Linked DNA regions of Sus scrofa: region 1 is linked to region 2. The links are chromatin contacts, called in public HiChIP or PLAC-seq maps. All regions are on one chromosome and are shown on one strand. Each heading gives the region's core, a stretch centred on a gene start, on an enhancer-like site or on the middle of the called end of the contact. The rest is flanking DNA. Distances are from core to core; before and after follow the strand shown.

The links. HiChIP or PLAC-seq counts read pairs in DNA pulled down with a chosen protein or histone mark.
Region 1: a contact with region 2 is called in an H3K27ac HiChIP or PLAC-seq map of alveolar macrophages. The contact joins two enhancer-like sites. A contact is called at or near these places in 2 of 47 Hi-C or Micro-C datasets (embryonic fibroblasts and fibroblasts) and 1 of 2 datasets of contacts at active chromatin or transcription factors (alveolar macrophages).

Annotation. Positions count from the first base shown.
Region 1 is chr10:43,543,998-43,550,762 of Sscrofa11.1, forward strand. No RefSeq gene overlaps it. Among named protein-coding and RNA genes, the nearest start is that of VIM, 31 kb to the left of the region's middle. Within about 2 kb of position 5,499, at least 12 of the 83 cell types and tissues checked have an H3K27ac peak or open chromatin away from gene starts, as enhancers often do. A contact at or near this core is called in alveolar macrophages, where this site is marked.
Region 2 is chr10:43,094,803-43,101,709 of Sscrofa11.1, forward strand. No RefSeq gene overlaps it. Among named protein-coding and RNA genes, the nearest start is that of EPC1, 150 kb to the left of the region's middle. Within about 2 kb of position 2,204, at least 57 of the 83 cell types and tissues checked have an H3K27ac peak or open chromatin away from gene starts, as enhancers often do. A contact at or near this core is called in alveolar macrophages, where this site is marked.

The DNA of each region.
Region 1 (6,765 bases), core at 4,249-6,748, 450 kb after region 2:
TATTGTTCAGTTCCAAGGTGGTGGATCATGATGGCTGGCTAATGTCAACTGCAGAGTCATTCTGTCTACATGGTTGTTCAGTGTTTCTTCTGTGGTGGGATGCTTTCTGGCTGGCATTAATTGATACAAAAATTTTCACACTGTGCATCTCCCATAGTCCCCTCCATATGCCTCTCCCTCAGCCCTCCTTGTATCTAAGGGTCCAGGCCTCTTCTTTCCAGGCTCTTGGCCGGCTAGCCACGCTGTAGGTCTCAGGCCAGGAATCTCTATATAGTCTGACTTTGAGCTGCTATGCCTTCTATGCCAGATGTGTCACTGGCATCCCTACTCATTAGGAAGAGCTTTGCTCCCATCCCCACCCTACTGTCTTTCAAGGCCATCTGGATGTGGCTGCAGTAGAGCCACCAGGTATTCCAGCTTCTACCCACAAACTGAGCCCAACCACCTGTACACCAAGTGCAAGTTTTTGCTGGTTTTATGGCACTTCTTCCCCCACATGGCCCCAGGAGAGCTGGAGGTCTACAAGGAAGGCCTACCAATGCAACCACAGACGGTGACACGGTGTCTGGGCTACCAGCTCCTGCAGCTTACCTGCGCTCTCTGGTCCAGCTCAGGCTCGATTCTGTATGTATCATTTCCATCCCTATTAGGGTCCATGGTGAGAGCTGTTGCTCAGAAGATGTAGAATTCTCCATTGCAGATGATATGGACTTTCTTTAGAACTTAGGGGTCTGCATAATTCTTCTCCCACTAGGACTTCCCGTAAATTACACCATGGACTCGTCCAACAGGAAAAAGTCAGCTGGATTGTATGGGCAAAGCATCAAGGCTCTTATACCACCTGCTGCAGACACTTATCCTGCTCTGGGCTCCACAGAGCGGGCAGCCTTGTGTGTTACCTGGTGTTTGGATCAGAGCATCATTTCCATGTGGAATTTGTCTCCATAACCCAAAGTCATCTAAGAGGTAGTGTGCTCTCTTCTTCTGGAAAAAGATCAAGATACAATTATCAGAGTTCTCCTTGTGGCTCAGTGGGTTAAGAACCCAACATAGTGTCTGTGAGGATGCGGGTTTGATCCCTGGCTTCGCTCAGCAGGTTAAGGATCCAGTATTGCTGCAAGCTACCATGTAAGCTGCAGATGTGGCTCAGATCTGGTGTGGCTGTGGCTGTGCCATAGATCCCAGCTGCAGCTCCAATTAGACCCCTAACTGGGGAACTTCCATATGCCGTAGATGTGGCTTTTTTAAAAAAGAGGATGTTCCCACTGTGGTGCAATGGGATCAGCAGCATCTTGGAAGCACTGGGATGCAGGTTCAATTCCTGGCCCAGCACAGTGGGTTAAGGATCTGGCATAGCCAAAGCTGTGGCTTAGGTTCCAACTGTAGCTCAGCTCAGATCTGATCCCTGGCCTGGGAACTCCATGTCTTGGGGTGGCAAAAAAAAAAAAGAAAGAAAGAAAGAAAAAGATGCAGGTGTCAGGTTTTCACTTTGCCAGGAATATCGAGGCTTGCCTCTGACCGCTGGACCCTCGTACTTTACTGAAGGGGCAGGTCCCTGACTCTGACATGACTCTGACATGACCTCCAGAGCGCATGTTTCTTCTCAAGGCCTCCAGGGTCCCCACCGCCTCTTCCCGGCCCTGCTCAATCAGCATGGCAGCACTGATGTAATGGATCGATGTGACAGCCTATGGAATCTCTAGATTTTATCATGACTGACAGCGGGAGTGTTCAGAGAAGCCTGAAGCAAAACTGTAAATGAATGTGCCTGTCCATTCCATGCGAATGCACGCTCTTTCTGATAAGACTAGAAAACAGCCCCCACCTCATTTTGTCAAATCAATGGCTGCACACCATTCCTCTGAGGCATTTATTCATCCGCTCTAGCCACAGTGCTACATCAAGCACAGCGGATGAAACTGGGGCTCCAACTTGGCTGAGCACGCAATGGTCTTGGGTCATTCTCCTGGATCCAGCTAGTTTCAGCAAGGCTCACACTGGTGAATTAAATGGAAATAGGACAGCAACTATCATCCTTGCATCCTTTTGGTTTAGAGGGTGGCATTTATCTTTATCCCACCTGCATCCCCAGAATATGACCCTGCGATTAAACGTCTTGGCTGGGAGGATGGAAGGGGGTAGTTTCAGAGACTTTCCACTTGGCCTTTCCTAACCATGATACAGCTGTCACGTCCGTCTCAAGGTGAAACCATCCTTGACTCCAACCATCAAGGATGTTGGAATTACACTCAGGGGCTGGGGAAATGACCAACTGGATGGATCGGTGGACCCAGTGGACCTGCTGTGAGCTGGACTTTTCCTTAGGACTCTATCCACCTCCTGGACCCATAATCCTCCATTGCAGCAAGGAGGCCATGGTGTTTGCTTCAGATCTCTGATCACCACTGTCCACTCACACCCTGTGTCCAAAAGTCCTCAAGAAGTCTTGCTCTTCCTCTTCCCTCAGAGTAGTCAATCAAACAAAGGACCGCAGGTCCTTTCAGGGATAGGACACGGGAGTAATTGCAGGAATTACTGCTGAAACATTTCAGGGTTCTTTCTCTAAGTCTCCAGCCACCTCTTGGGTCAATGTGCTCTGAGTATTGGCTCAAATCAGAACGGAGCAGGGGATCAAAACATTTTGCTGGGTAGTTCCCATTGTGGTGCAGCAGAAACACATCCAATTAGTATCCATGAGGATGTGGGTTCAATCCCTGGCCTCACTCAGTGGGTAGGAGATATGGCATTGCTGTGAGCTGTGGTGTAGGTTGCAGACACGGCTTGGATCCCACGTTGCTGTGACTGTGGTGTAGGCCAGCAGCTGTAGCTCTGATTTGACCCCTAGCCTGGGAACCTCCATATGCCATGGGTACAGCCCTAAAAAAGAAGAAAACAAAATACAAGAAAAACCATTTTACTGGGTGATGGCCATCTGCTCCTCCATTTGTGCTTTCTCTGGGTTGGAGAAATTAAGAAGCACTCTTATTACACGACTGCTTTGCCTGAAGGAAGCCAGGGTCTACAAACCATCTTCACAACTTCCTATGGGTTGAGTCTCTTTAGCTGCCCTTCCAGCCTCGCCAGCCATGATGGTCGTTGTGACTCCGTGGCTTCTGATGGTCAAGGGACCCTGCACAGCCCCATCCTAGGTCCATTAACAAACTCAGCTCTGTGTCTGTCTCACAGAGCCCTGACCCGCAGACTTCATCTGGCCACTTCTGGTCCCAACCACATCTGTTCAGGTCATTCAAGATGTAAAAGCCCAAACAAGATTAGATATACAAAAGATTTATTGGGTGAGATGTCTGGGAAGAGAAAAGGGAGCTTGAGAAGATGTAGGAAAGGAGAACCTTTGGACCATAATGCAGGTCTGCCATCTGTGAAAGCAGAGGAGGGAAGAATTGGATTGGTAGAGCCTCAGATTATAAGGATGCTCTGTGAAAAGCCTTGGCTAGGCTGATGGAGAGCCTTGAGCCAAAGCTGACCTTTAGAGAAATCTGGCATCCAACAAATGGCCCTATTCTAGCACACATACTATGCTCAGTCATTGGCTGGGAATGATCCAATGGCAGCATTGATTGAGGATGAACAGAGAAGAAGACTTCAAAGAGGGACAATTGGAGTCAATCATCTACGTTCCAGAGTGGGTTTTATTTTTTTTAATTTGTTTTTGTTTTGGGGTGTTTTTTTGTTTTGGTTTGGTTTGGTTTGATTTGCTGCACCTGTGGTGTGTGGCAGTTCCTGGTCCAGGATCCAAACTGCACCATAGCAGTGACCTGAGCCACAGCAGTGACAATGCCAGATCCTTAACCCACTAAGCCACCAGGGAACTCCTCCAAAAGTTTTGAATCATTGTGGTTGCCTTGCCCAGGACCACACAGTAAATCTCATTAAAGAAGAATACGTCCTTAGATGCAGCATAATCTGCAAAGATTCTCTGACCCTCCAGGAAGGAGAAGCTATTATATTGTCAGACAGAGCAGTGTCTGCCCTTCTTGCATTCTCTCATTTTTCAGACTGTGTCCTGGTTCTATCTGCATTTAAGAAAAGAAATCCATTACTTACTCATCTCCTGATGGCCCCTCTTTAGCTACATGAAGGCCCTGCCAGAGTCTTTACTGATTGATTGATTGCCTTTTTTAGGGCCACACCTGGGGCATATGGAAGGTCCCAGCTAGGGGTCGAATCAGAGCTGCAGCTGCCAGCCTATGCCACAGCCACAGGAACACGTGATCCAAACCATGTCTGCGACCTACACTATAGCTCAGGCAATGCTGGATCCATAAGCCACTGAGCCAAGCCAGGGATCGAACCTGCATCCTCATGGATGCTCGTCAGGTTTGTTACCAGCCACCATGGGAACTCCCTCCTGCCAAGGTTTTTAAGTGACCAGTTTCCTTTACTGTCACCTCCAAAGAGACTTAACTTTCTTCTTCACTTTTTGTTCCTTTACCTTATTTTTGTCCACCACACTTATTACTGTCTATAATGTTATTATATATTTGCATGTTTTACTGATCAGTTTTGTGTCCCCTATTTGAAGATAAATGTCATGGCAGATGGCACCACCTTTGTCTTACTCACTGTCATATCTTCAGTATCCAGCATGCACACACCTGACAGATCGTATGTGCTTAATATATGCTTGTCGAATCGAGTATGTCAAATCTTAGGCAGGCCAACCTCCCCAGACATGTCTAAAACCAGTCCCTGGGGTAGGAAATGGGGACAGAGGAAAGATGTTTTTCTAGTTACATTATGGTTATCTCACAAGAATTCTATAAATCAAGGGCTAGCATACCCATTTTGCAGATGAGTAAACTGAGGATTATTTAGACATTAAGTAAAACTCACAAGGTCTTCAAGCTAGTAAACAATGAAGATGGGAATCCAGATCCAAGGTGTGTGCTGTCAGCCCTACAGGATACTAGGAACAACCAGAAAACCCCCAAACCTAACTTTGAATAGATGCATTTCAAGAAACATTAAACTAGCTCCATTTCTGAACTTCTCCAACAGAGTAACTCCCACCACCAATCGACCTAATTGCTGAATCACAAAATGGGCGTTGTAAAGAACCCTAAAGCACTTTGAAATTTTCCAACTAACAGCTCATTACACCCTCTTTTGAAAAGTGAACTAAGAGCCGTTTTGCTAATCAGGACTCAAAAAGGCTTAAATGCTCCACACAGAGTATCGGAAAGCCAGAGAGCCATTAAGTCATTACCTCGTGCCAAACTGACATGCCCAATTGAACACCGCAGTATATTTTCCTGGTATTTTAACCTGTCTTGCACCTAATGCCCCAGAAATTGTTACTCGTATTTAATCTCCCTCAGGATTTTTTTCCTTTCCAAGAAGCTACTAATAATTTCCCTTGTCAGAGACATTAGTCTCCTCAGACACCTGTCAAATGTTTTTTTGTTTTGTTTTGTTTTGTGGTTAATCTAAAGCAAAGGTGAAAAAAAAAAAGGAGCTGAATCATTCAGGGAGGCAAACAAGAAAAAGCACTCGGCTGGGAAGAGTCTAATCATTATTAGCACCCGCACTGCTGGCAGGAGCACGAAAAAGCCACACAAATCAAACACTCGTGTCTGAAATCAAATGCACATCAACTTAAATTCCAGCCTTCTGTTAACCTGATAAATTATTCAGCCTTCTTACACATTTAATAACGCTCTGAAACAGGTCCCAGAAAACATTTGCATATAAAATATAATTTGAGAAATAAATAAAGCCTTGGTAGGAGGCTATGGGCTTACTCAAGGTCACTCTGATGAAAGCACTCAGAGCGAGTTGTCTGTCCTGCTCATTTCTGAGTCATTTTCTTCAAAGGGCAATTCTTTCTGGACTGGTGTTGAGCAAGGCAGTGATTACTTAATTTCTAGAGGGGGAGGTGGGTTTGATTTACAGACCAGAGGCTTGATGACATCTGGCGTGGGCATCCTCAAAATGTCATTTCCTAACCTCTGCACAGGAAGATCTCCTTGGGAGAAAATCCTTTCTTTACTTGAATCTTTCCCATAAAAAAAGTTGTGTGTGGTGGGGGGGGGGAGGGAAGAAGGGGGCGGGAGAGAGCTGCGAAAACTGCTTCTGAGTCATCAACACCTTTGAAGATATTAAGCCAGGAAGATTGCGTCAACCACATGAAAATGTCAAAACAAACAAGCAAACAAAAGCAACAAAACCCATCCATTCTTCAAGACCTTGATTGCTTGTCAGAGAGGGATGGGGCAAAAACCGAAATGGCCACTGTGGTGTCCAGCGAAATACTGACATCTACTGGTAGGTCCAGCAATCACAGGGCTTTCCCACTAGGGCCTCGCTGAGCCTAGGGGATTGGAGGGATTAACATCAATTGGCCACAACACACAACTATTCTTAGTAATAATAAATTTATTATTATGACAAGTTTATTAAGACTATTTCTGATCATTGTACAACTATAAATGTAATAATTTCATTGAGTCATAAAAAATAATAAAATAATTTTAAAAATAAAAAATAAAAATAAATAATACGTTAAAAAGACCATTTCTGAATTCTTCTATTATTTATTATAGTCTTTTTAATCTACCAGATAATCACTGACCAAGCCCCTATACTTGAAACATCTAGCCTGAGAGAAGCCCAGTCAAGGCAAGAGTAAAATGAACTAAATTCCTTTCTATGCTTTTATGATCCCCAAACATAACCTCTTCAAAAACAGTGCTTCAAAAAAAGCAGCAAGAACAACGGGAAGGAATTTTGCTTAGTTGGAAGATT
Region 2 (6,907 bases), core at 954-3,453:
TGTGATGCAGCTGTGTCCCCAAGGACCATCACGGCCCCGGCAGGGCAGGGCAGGGCAGGGCGAGGATACATCCAGATCCGTAATTCCCAGTGCAGTACTGCAGACACCTGCTCTGTTGCAGCCACCAAGAAGCTGTCACCCCTGAGAGAGGCCAGCACATCCCAAGAGGGAGAGGTGCTAACTTGTACAAAAGCTGAGCTTAAGGGCAGCCAATCCCTAAGGATGACCAAACACCCATCACCTCTGGCTTCGCATCCCCTTGCCCTTTGCCGAGATGCATCAATGGCACGAAGCCTGAGCTCTGTCCCGGGTGCAAACCAGGGCTTCATGGTAACTGACTCTACTCTCTCCAGGCCTTACAAGTGAACCGTCCCCTTTTAGGGTCCCCTGGACATCTCCCCTTCTCCAGTGTCACATCCAGGTCTGGAGCTCATCAACCTGCAGGCTTAATCCATCACTCCTTCCTTCATCTGTCAAACACTTGTGAGCACCTATCATGTTCCAGGCACAATAACAAAGGAGGCCCATGGGAACACTGCACTGCTTCCGTCCCCCCAGCCTCCCAGTGGGGGAAGAGACAGCTCTGGATTAAAAACACATCACGATCCTGAGTAACACGAGTCAGGAAGCAAGGTGCGTCCAACTTCACTAAGGGGGCAGGACTCTAAATCAGCTTGATACAGACAGAGAAGGCTTCACACAGGCTGTGAGGTCTGAGCTGACTCTCAACAGTTAAGCAGAAGGATTGGGCGGGGGGAGATGATGGAAAGGGAGGGAACAATATTACAAAACCTGCAAGAGTGCCCTGGTTCAGGAAGGACCATCAGTTCAGCATGGCGGAGGTGCCAGATGCATGGAAGGAACAGGCGCTAAAACCTCATGACCACAATTAAACACTTATAAGTACAAGACTATGAGAATCCTTATATTACAGTTAATGTAATCATGCCAAGTACTGTATTACATAATCTGAATCAGATTCAGAAAGAAACAGGTCCCCCCAAGGAACCTGGAGCATTACCATTAGCAATGGCCAAGCGAGGGAGAAGGTCCAAACTTCAGCCACATTCAGCCTGAAGAAGTGTCTGACTTCACCACTAATGTGGAATTAGTTGCCAACATCTAAAAATTACACATTTGCAAATAAAAATCTGGATTCTTGGCTTCATAGAAAAAATCTGACAACACTGGGCCAACATCCCTACGTGGTAACATTTCTTTGGATCTGAGTGGCAGGTGTAACAGCTTAACCCTTTAGAGAGGATACCTATTAAAGCTGGAATTCATGACCATTCTCACCTGGCCCCTGAAGCCATGTGAGTCTGCAATCCTCTAGAGTTACAGTAAGATACATGTTAGGGGAAACAACACTGAAAGCGATACAGTGCCTAAAGTACAGCAGTAGTAAAACTGGAGGCAAGCGGGAAAGGTAGGAAGACAGCACAAGAGCACAGGAAGAGGTAACAAAAGTCCGACCTGTTAAGAGACTAAACCCAGCAAAAGGTAATGAGTCAAGAAATGTTTAACTCCCTTCAAGTACAAGAATAATTATTATGTAACTTTTTTGTGGGATCTATTCAAGGGCCAAAGACTATAGTAAGAGAATGGAAAAATGATTCAGAAATAATTTTCCATTAAAAAACCCGTGGCTATTTAGTAAACTGTGTGGAAAATCCACCCAAACGCCATTAATCAGCACAGACAACTGATGAGGTCCAGCAGGCACGGTCTGTGTGATTCCTAACCAGGTTCTCTGGTCCGTTTTTCAGCTGGGACAGAACAAATTCTCACTGCAAGCTTTCTGAGCTAAGCCCTTGAGAAGTGCTGTTTACATGCAGAGGGTGATATGTAAACCATTATAACGTCTCACACTGCGACCAGCAGTTGTTAAACTTTTCCTCCGAGGCAAAAGCCTTCCGAGACTTACACAAGCCGCTGACGTCAGCATGTTGGAGATGCCCCGGTCGCTCACGTCTACCTCCGGCTGGTCCTTTTCCCAGCTTTCCTCCAACTTTTCCAAAGAGTGGGACATGACCTGGACCAAACGACAGCAAAGCACGTGAGCAACGGCCAGGAGGGTGCAGGGGGAGAAATGAGGGAACTCTCAGCAGGCACTCTCCAGTGTTCCCCCAGCCCAGAGAAGTGGGCATCAGCTGGCAGGGTTCGGGTGCGGGGTTGGAGGATGGGGAAGGCGGGGCAGGAGAGGAGGATGGGGGGGCGGGGCGGGGCAGGGGAGGAGGATGGGGGGGCGGGGCAGAGGAGTGGGAAGGGTCCAGCACCATTCCCGCCGCGCTGGGAGAAGTAAAAACAAAGGCAACACACGCACACACGAATACTCACTGCGAAAGGCAGCACCTAACAGGTTGGGCGTGGAAACGACTGGATACCGCAGGGCTTTCCACCGCGGCGGCGACAGAAACACTCGGTCTGAACTAAAACATTCGAACCAGGAACACGCCCCGTCCCCCTCTCAGCGCAAGCGCACACCAGGGCAGTCTCAGCTCCACGCCCCGCCCGCGCCCCACCCTTCCCTAATTAGAACAGTTTACTAGAGGTCGCTCAGGGCGAGGCTCCGCCCATAAAAGAATGTGTGCCCCGCGGCCGGCCAATCACATCAGCTGATCCGCCTTGAGACTCCGCCCCACCAGAAGTGAGTCCGTCCCGCTAGTATTTGCTCGGATTCTGATTGGACCGGATTTGGGGCGTGCGCTTTAGTGTTGGCGCGGGCTCAGTTTGTGGGTAGAAGCCCGAGCGCTGTGGGCGGGAGCGGGAAGTCTCAGAGAGATGGTTGTACCTCAGGTTGAGTCCCGGGAAGCTACAAGTAAATTTTCTCAATGTGCGGATTCTTTAAATGCGGTTCCACTTACTGGAAGTTGCTATCCTGAGGCCCTTTCCCACAGGTGTGCCTCCCACTATATTGTGAACTCCTCAAAGCATGAACTTTGTGGTCTGTGTCCCTGGCGCCCAGGTCGCAATTGTGGACCCCAGGGTCACGTGAAGGGGATATGTACCCAGATAAATATGTAACTTATCTGATCTTATGCTAGGTTGTAGTTTAGTTTGCTTTCTATTAAATGATGATTTCCTTAAACAATTGTCTTTTTTAAAAAAACTATAATTTGTTTTTTCTTCTTGTAACCTTAAGCTTTTCATTATTCTCCACTGTTTGAAATCCAGTGAATTCTTAAAGACTTAAGGAACCTTACTTCTCTTTGATTTTTTTCTGTTCTTCCAGCTGAGCAGCTATAATTTCTTTACACTTGGTTCCTGCGTTTAAACAGACATCTTGCTGGAGTAACTACCCTCAAGTGACTTTCTCTAAAAGGATGGCAAAAACGTTAACCAATTGCCCGTTTTTATTTTTTTATTTTATTATTTATTTGTTTTTTTTGGCATTTCTTGGGCTGCTCCCGCGGCGTATGGAGGTTCCCAGGCTAGGGGTTGGATCGGAGCTGTAGCCACCGGTCTACGCCAGAGCCACAGCAACGCAGGATCCCAGCCGCGTCTGCAACCTACACCACAGCTCACAGCAACGCAGGATCCTTAACCCACTGAGCAAGGGCAGGGATCGAACCGCAACCTCATGGTTCCTAGTCGGATTCATTAACCACTGCGCCACGACGGGAACTCCCAATTGCCCATTTTTAATTGTCCTTATTTTGCCCACACCTTTGATAATTTGCCTAGCACGGAATTCGGGTTGAAAATCAGTTTCACTTAAGTCTCAATTGCATAGTTCCACTGACTTTAAATGTTGATATCCAGAGACATACTTGTCTCCTTAAATCTTTGCAGGGAACTACTGTTTTCCCTTGGGAATCATTTATGATCTTTTCATTATTCATCATGTTCTGATATTTCACCATACAGTCCCTGATAGGGTGTCTTTTTTCGTTTGTTTAGTTTTCACTGAGTCATTTTCAGAGGATGCTTCATTTCTCTCCTCCTCTCTGGAACTTGTTTTCTGCTATAATTTTGAAATTTCTTTCCTGTCATTTTATCTGATTTATTCTGGAAATCTATTAGATGGAGGACTCCCGAGCCAGTTTTTAATAGCTGTTTTTTTTTTTCCTCCTATATTTCCTTTTTAAAAATTTTATTTATTTATTGCTTTTTTTTTTAGGGCTGCCCCTGTGGCATATGGAGGTTCCCAGGCTAGGGGTGGAATTGGAGCTACAGCTGCCAGCCTATGCCACAGCCATGGCAACGCTGCTGGGAGCCACCTCTGTGACCTGCACCACAGCTCACAGCAGTGCAGGATCCTTAACCACTGAATGAGGCCAGGGAGCGAAACCGAAATTTCATGGTTACCAGCCAGATTCGTTTCCGCTGCACAATGGGAACTCCCTCCTTTTTTTTTTGTTTAAACTTAATGTTCTAGGAGATTTTCTCTTTTATCTTCCAAACCTCTATTAATAAATTTTAAAAATCACTTTGGCTATTAGTGAACCATACTTTTTAAGATCGCCTTCTTGTTTAATGCTGCCCTGCTTTTGTTTCATGAGTGCAGACTCTTCTCAAATATCTCTGAGGATAACAATTTTTAAACCTCTCTTCTGTTTACTAAATTGTTTCCTCCTGTCCCTTTTTTGTTAGTGTGTCTAGTTCTTTCCCTTCAGGCTGCTATAATTTCTCCTCTGTCAGGTAATTCCTGGTTGTCCTTTTGTATTTAAGCATGAGGTCCCAGCGACTTTTCTAGATAGCTGGCGTGGTTTCTTTCCTCTTCTGTTGTTAATGTGTGTTTCCCTCCTAGGTCATCATTTATTTTCTCTGGGCTGTTTGTTATATTTCTTCAAAGGTAGAACCCAATCTTATGGCCTCGGGTAGTCACAAGGCTGCCTTCTCAGGTGGAAGGAAATGGGGAATGGTGAGCACCAAGGAACAGCTGCATCACTTCCTGTCCCACCCTCTCACCCTGCACCTGCTACCCCACATCTGGATAATCCATGGAAAGTCAACTCCCAACTCTGCTGCATTCTCTTGAAATTGTTCTGAGCTACAGTTTCTTTTTGTTTGATTTTCAGCATGCTTGCATTCACTTTCGGTTTTCCAGAAATTTTTTTCACTCCTTTATAATCTCTTAGCATTGTTTTCACTTTTGCCATTACAAGTCTTAATGAAATGTGTCCCCTAAATTCCAGATTTATTTTTATTTTTATTTTTTGAGCACCCCCAGGCACATGGAGTTCCTGGGCCAGGGATCAGATTGAGTCACAGTTGTGACCTAAGCTGCAGCTGCAACAATGCCAGATCCCCAACACACTGTGCCAGGCTGGGGATTGATCCCACATTCCAGTGCTCCCAAGAGTCACGGATCCTGGTGCACCACAGTGGGAACTCTTCTAATTTTCAGATTTTTACTTATTTTTAAAAGTTTTTTTGGTCTTTTTTTAGGGCTGTACCTGTGGCATATGGAGGTTCCCAGGTTAGGGGTTGAATCAGAGCTGCAGCTGCCTACCTACACCACAGCCAGGGCAATGCAGGATCTGAGCCACATCTGTGACCTACACCACAGTTCATGGCAACGCTGGATCCTTAACCCCCTGAGTGAGGCCAGGGATCAAACCCGCATCCTCAGGGATACTAGTCAAGTTCATTAACTGCTGAGCCATGATGGGAACTCCCAGACATTTATAACATGGAAACAGGACCAGCTTCCTGGATATGCAAACTCCGTGTGCAGTAATGTAAAGCTCAAGGCTTAGATGGGCCCCACGTTTGGTTTATTGTCTACTGTCACTGGCTTGAGGGGTTTCATAATTTTTGAACAGGGAACCTGCAAATTGTGTAGCCATTCCTGCAAGGAAAAGTCAGGATCAAGCTTAAATCCCCTCTGCAGCATCACTGCCAAGTGCCCCAGGTTTATACACAGTCTGTGCTTCAGTACTGCCCTTTGGCAGAATGTACTATCCCTGCCTTGGAGCCCAGAGTGGGGGCCAATCAAGGAGCACGGAAGATGCCCGGTCCACATGAGGTACTCCGGGCTACCACAAGAGTGGGTAAATTCATGTACATTATTACATAAATCATTCATTTTAAAGATGCCTTTTGGGAGGAGTTCCCTGGTGACCTAGTGTTTAAGGACCTGGCATTGTTACTGCTTGTGGCTCAGGTTCGATCCCTGAAACTTCCACATGTCTCCAGCGTGGCCACAGATAAATAAATAAAATACATTTAAAAATTTTTTTAAAGTAAATATGCCTTTATGAGTCTTGAAATTGTATTTAGGAAACTACTAAGAAAAAAGTTACCAGATTAAAACTTGAAAAGCAAATTTCTCATTAAATATCCCTAAATTGTCTTTCTTCCAACTTCCCCATTAAGTTGATAGCCAAAGAGTGACTTGAGGTCTCCATCAGTAAAAATTTTCTTCTGTTAACAGTATTTTTGACTCTGTATAATCTCTAAGTTTTTTTTTTTTTTTTTTTTAACCAAACTAAGATCAATTGCACCAAAATCTTTTCTAGGTCATATGACGGTGTCGAGCTCTTTAAATAATGTTGCTAGATCTATGGAGTTCATGTCGTGGTGCAGTGGTTAACGAATCCGACTAGGAACCAGGAGGTTGAGGGTTCGATCCCTGGCCTTGCTCAGTGGGTTAAGGATCCGGCGTTGCTGTGAGCTGTGGTGTAGGTCGCAGACGTGGCTCGGATCCCATGTTGCTGTGGCTCTGGCGTAGGCCGGCAGCTACAGCTCCAGTTGGACCCCTAACCTGGGAACCTCCATGTGCCATGGGAGTGGCCCTAGAAAAAGGCAAAAAAAAAAAAAAAATGTTGCTAGATCTATGAAGGTAGTTGGACTGTCATAGTTCTTAAGTTCATACTCAATCCTTCTGGCTGGATGGGAAGCACTCTCTTAGGTGGTGGTGGAGCTTAAATTCACAGTTCTCAAGTTTTCCATAACTTTC